Regions from separate parts of the Sus scrofa genome. Here region 1 is linked to region 2. A link is a contact called in public HiChIP or PLAC-seq data. All regions are on one chromosome and are shown on one strand. Each heading gives the region's core, a stretch centred on a gene start, on an enhancer-like site or on the middle of the called end of the contact. The rest is flanking DNA. Distances are from core to core; before and after follow the strand shown.

Evidence for each region. HiChIP or PLAC-seq counts read pairs in DNA pulled down with a chosen protein or histone mark.
Region 1: an H3K27ac HiChIP or PLAC-seq map of alveolar macrophages shows a contact between it and region 2. The contact joins the enhancer-like site here to the promoter of ATP6V0E1 in region 2. A contact is called at or near these places in 1 of 5 promoter capture datasets (fetal skeletal muscle), 6 of 47 Hi-C or Micro-C datasets (alveolar macrophages, fetal heart ventricle, heart right ventricle and 2 more) and 2 of 2 datasets of contacts at active chromatin or transcription factors (alveolar macrophages and skeletal muscle).

The regions. Positions count from the first base shown.
Region 1 is chr16:51,195,592-51,198,410 of Sscrofa11.1, reverse strand. The region is part of intron 1 of CREBRF (CREB3 regulatory factor); the gene reads left to right. Among named protein-coding and RNA genes, the nearest start is that of CREBRF, 14 kb to the left of the region's middle. Within about 2 kb of position 1,255, at least 2 of the 83 cell types and tissues checked have an H3K27ac peak or open chromatin away from gene starts, as enhancers often do. A contact at or near this core is called in alveolar macrophages, where this site is marked.
Region 2 is chr16:51,259,309-51,262,008 of Sscrofa11.1, reverse strand. ATP6V0E1 (ATPase H+ transporting V0 subunit e1) reads left to right here and starts at 1,338. Exons shown (of 3, transcript NM_001044579.1): 1 at 1,338-1,507. The coding sequence starts at 1,404.

The DNA of each region.
Region 1 (2,819 bases), core at 6-2,505, 64 kb after region 2:
TCTGGAGTTTTGAGAATTGCTGTGGAAGGGTAGAGAATAGCGATTCGTCTACAGTCATGTTCACAGGATTAGTGTTACGTGATGAAGGAAAAATGCAGCCCCCAGGTTTTCTCCAGTGCATTGCATAGTCAGCCTCTGCTTCCTCAATGGTTTGGAGATTTGAGGATCTCTGACTTCTGCTGTACCATGAACTAGGTAGTGGCTTGATTTAGTAAGCTTCTGAAGGTCTGTTTTATTCAACCCTTACTTACTAAGTAGTTTTCAGAAGGAGAGGAATTGAAGTGTAGCAGTTTGGATGGACTGCGTGGTGGTCTTTCCTTCCTCCCAGCCTCCTCTCTCTTTCATCTTGGGGGTTAAATCACAGAAGAAATTATTTATTTAAATAGGTGTCATGACAGTTACAAAGAGAGAACCTAAGAACTCTGCTCACATGAAAAAAAAAATGATGACTATGAACTAGCAAAGTTTAAAATCAAAATAAACCATGATATAGGAATTATATAACAGTATAAATGTGTTGGCCTTTCTAACCACAGACGTTTAAAAAAATTCTCATTGTGGTAAACAAATTTTGCCATTTAAACCGTATTGTCTACCATTCAGTGGCATTAAATGTGTTGATTTGTGTAACCATCACCACTATTCTGAAATACGGAGAATATTTTCATCATCCCAAACAGAAACTTGGTACCCTATTACTCTCTCAGTCTCTGGTACCTTCTCTTCTACTTTTTATCTACATGATTTGCCTATCCTGATACTTCATCTAAGTGGAAATCGTGTAACGTTTGTCTTTTGTGTCTGATTTATTTCATTTAGCATAAAGTTTTCAAGGTTCATGTATGTGTAGCACGTAGCAGGGTTTCATTCCTCTTTATGACTGAGTGATGTTGCATTGTATGTGTATACCACATTTGTTTATCCTTTTATCTGCAATCATTAGGGTTGTTTACACCTTTTGGCTGTTGTGAATAATGCTGCTGTGAACATAGGTGTACATGTATCTGAGTTCTTGTTTTCAATTTTTTTTTTTTGGTATATATCCAGAACCGGTAGAGCATATGGCAATTCTGTTTAACTTTTTGAGGAAATACTAAACTGTTTTTCAGGTATACCATTTTACATGCCCACCAGCAGTTTTTCCATATCCTCGTCGCACTTGTTATTTTCTGTTATTTGGATGATAGGCATCCTGATGGGTGTGTCAAAACATTTTTAACTTCTACTCTGATGACTGTTGGATGACTCAGAAGTGCTTCTTACCATTGTGAGGAACCAGTTCCCTCAAGATAGTAAAAGGAAGCAGTGGCCTAAGCCAGTGCCATGTAAGGGGAGCTTCAGGGATTCTAGCCATCATATACAGTACCTGCTTATTCATAGATATTTTCATTTATAAAGTGGTTTATATTTTTCTTGATGTCAGCTTCTTTTTTTTTTTTTTTTTTTTTTTTGCTTTTTGGGGCTGCACCCTCAGCATATGGAGGTTCCCAAGGCTAGGGGTCGAATCAGAGCTGCAGCTGCAGGCCACAGCTGCAGCTGCAGGCCACAGCCATAGCCACAGCCACACAGGATCATCACAGCTCATGGCAACACTGGATCCTTAACCCACTGAGCAAGGCCAGGGATTGAACCAGCAACCTCATGGTTCCTAGTCGGATTCATTTCTGCTGCGCCAGGATGGGAATTCCAAGCTTTTTTATTATATATATTGGACTCTCATGGATCAGCTGAGGCCCTCAGATTCAGAAGAGGCACAATTTAGGAACTCTTGGATATGTGTGAGCTGCCAGGGCCACATCAGTTAGCTCTCTGGTTTGCTTTTAAAGGTTGGATTCATGGTTTGAGCAGTCCCAGGAAAGAGCTTTTTTAAGAAGTCCTTTGACCTTACCTATCATTTTACTTTACCTTTTGCCTTTGCCTAATGTACATAGTAAGCCCCAACATATCTTAAAATGGGGAACCAAAATAAACAAAAAAACAAACAAACCCTAGGGTAGGACCTGGTGGAAAAGGTTGTGAAAAAGATTGAAGTCATGGCTCTCTTCTAGTGGTACCAGTGCTATTCATTAGTCAGTCATTTGCCCCATCTCCTTGCTTTGGAGAGGTAGTTCTCTGTTACTGAAGTATCTTCTTGTGCCTATGAGCTGTGGTGGAATAGTTAAATAGTTTTGAATGAGCCAGGTACAGAAAATCTATTGGTAAATATTATTTCTGATGGACCACAGTCTTTTCTCCCTTGAAAAGACTCACAAAACTGTACTGGTACTGGTGAGCCAGAGCTGCGAATAGGGAAGTAAAAACTAAGGGAATTAATTTAGCCTTTCCTCTAGCTGTCATTGTTATTGGTTTGTGTGGGGGTTTTTTTGTTGTTTTTTCCTGAATAAACACTAGTCCTTGAGGTCAGCTTGAGGGCAGGATAGAGGATTTTGTGATCAAATAAGTTTGAGAAATGAGATGTGCTCTGTTCATCTTTTGGTGATTTATAGTGCACGTTTTCACCTAGTATCTTCAAGTTCCCAAGGAGCCCTGTGTAAAGGCAACATAACAGTTTTATTTAATGTGGTGTTTTCCTAACCTCCCAACCCTTTTGTTGAGTAACCATTTAACATTCCTAGGAACAAATATTTCTCAGGCCACACATGGGAAATTAGATCATTGCTTTTTAGGGATTTCGATACCAAAATGTTGAGTAAAATGTGGATATTCTTGAGCCTACACAAGTGTGAAGACATCCCCCCAAAGCAAGCTGTTACACCTTCCTCCTCAGTGTTACTCAGCCTTCTAAGCATTAATGTCCCTTTTGCATATGGCTCCCTAGA
Region 2 (2,700 bases), core at 89-2,588:
TATAAAGTGCTCCTAGGGGGCAAAGATCAGTTTAACACGCTCATTCTCAAGCACTCTATCCTCTAGTAGAGGGTTGGCTTGATTATGCACACACAGAAGTACAAGGCCACAAGACATGCATTAATGCAATGAAATAGGTCTTGGAGAGCGTGGTACTTGGACTGGAACTTAAGGACAATAGAATTTTTGCCGCAACTGAGCTGCTGGGGGAGCAATATGAGCACAAAGGAGACCAACTAGTTTCCTACCTTGTCCTTCAGGTGAAGGCTGGGCATCATATTTGAAGAGTTGGTACAGATGTTAAAGATCATTGGTCCAACTTCTCATTTAATACAGGGTCCATTCTAGTTGAATGAAGAAAGAAATCAGGAGGTAATTCGAGGTGAAGAAAGGTGACTACTGCAGAAAAACCATGGTCCAGGGTAAAGTACGTTGGATTGGTTTATGGATTTGCTTTCCATCTTGCTTCTGTCTGAGAGCTCTTCCAGAAAGGGGTTCTTTCACTGTTCCAAGGTTGTCACATACATACTACAGTGAACGTATGTGAAGCTTGGCGTGCATTAGAAAGTCCACGTTACCTTCTCCTCAATATTCTGGCTTTAATTCCTACTCCCTTTTCAAGGCTCTGCTCAGAACTGGCTGCGGTGGACAGTCATGCTCTTTGGTTCCCTCTATCTTGACACTGCACTGAGTGACCTGCTCACAAGTCCTTCTCCTCACCAGTTCATGAATTCCTAGAGCGGGTGGTGGTGTCTGATTTCTGTAACCCCAAAACCTGGCTCAGTGCACAAGTCTAACAGTAGGTCAGTAGCTAAGAGCGCTGGCCTTGAAAATCACATCATCAAAGGTTGAATCTTGGCTCTGCCACTTACTAGGTACCAGACTCTGGGCAAAAATTGTAACCTGCTCCCTGGACCTCAGTTTCTTTAGGTGCAAAGTGGGTACAGTAATTAAAACTACTTCATAGGCTGTAGTGAGGTGTTCGAAAAGAACTCAAGCACTTAACTCATATACCAGTGCCTGGCACACAGGAATTCTGAACAGAAAATTACTATGAAGTTTTCTACACGTTTGTTGCATAAGAAGCTAAAGCTGTAAATAACTACATGTATTTCTTAAAAGGGCCACGTTCTTGCCCGGAAACTGCTAAGCCCTTGGTGACTTGACACTTACCTCTGGGGCTACAGAGCGAGCGCCTTCTGTCAACAGGCAGTAAGCTCCGAGACCCTCCGGGAGAGGGCGGGGCTCTATAGCCCGGCCCCAGAGGGGCGGGCCCGGCGCGCGGTCACGTGAGGCGCAGGAGGCGGGTCTTTGCGCCCGCCGATCACGCGGTCTGTGTTGACACTTCCGGGTGGCACCTAAGTGAGGCGGCGGGGCAGGGGCTGGCAGCTCCGACGGCAACCATGGCGTATACCGGCCTCACGGTGCCTCTCATCGTGATGAGCGTGTTCTGGGGCTTCGTCGGCTTCCTGGTTCCCTGGTTCATCCCTAAGGGTCCCAACCGGGGGTAAGTGCGCCAGGCCTGCCTGGGGTGGGACGCGCGGTGAGGACCGGCCGGGCCGGGCGGGGGAGAGGGCGACCCTGCACTGGTCAGAGACCTTCCCCGGGTAGTCCTGCAGTCCAGAGTCAGGCCCCGAGCCGCGTGCAGCCCCGCAGTTTCCTTATCTCAGCAGCCTCCATGTCTCCCGGCCCGAGCGTGAGGAGTTTGACCTCCGCCAGACCCTCGAGAAGGAGTTTTAGGGGAATTTTTTCTCACCACGTCCCTCTGTAGGACGGTACAGTCGGAAATGGGTTTATATCGATTCAAAAGAGAAGTTGCGGTTCGTCCCTAGACGACTATTGCCTCTTTAGCCCTGCCGTCCACCCAAATGAGGCCTCGTTTGCCTAATCTTTGAAGGAACGGATCAAATAAATAAAACAGAAATGGCCCTCTCTGCCTCGCAGCCTCTCGCAGTTGCACAGGACAAGCTTGTGCAATGACATTGAGCCCAGGCCTTGCATCTAGTGGGCGCCAGGAGGTAGCTGGGGCCTGATCTAAAGCGAGATTAATTACCGAAGAGCTGGAGGTATTGTTTAGAAACCCCTGCGTCATACCTTTTGGAGGGCGCTGGTATGTGAGTGTAACAAGCTCTTAGAAGCTTAAGAGATCCTTAAGAAAGGCTTTTAAGGAGACTTTTTTCCCAGACTTCTTTGTTAGATAGAGATTTATCTGTTTGGTAAGTAAACTTTTTAAAAATTGTGGTGTGAAGCAGAGTGTTCTCAAAGGAACTCTGAAACACCCTCTTTCTGGTTCCTCTTTTGCCTTTTAGTCATTTTCTTCTCACTGTAAGATCATGTGGGGTGAAACTTAGATTGAATTCACAGTTTGGGGGAGCACCATCTCTTGTTTTATTCTTTGAAACTAATTGGTGGCTTCATAGTGTTTTGCATGTATAGTGGACATTCAATAAATTCTTATTTTTTAGTTTTTTTATTTTAGGGCCGCACCCACAGCATATGGAGGTTCCCAGGCTAGGGGTCTAATTGGAGCTGTAGTTGCTGGCCTACGCTACAGGACAGTAATAACAGATTCAAGCCGCATCTGCAACCTACACCACAGCTTAGTGCAACGCCAGATCTTTAACCCACTGAGTGAGGCCAGAGATCAAACCTGCGTCCTCATGGATGCTAGTCAGATTGTTTCTGCTGAGCCATGGTGGG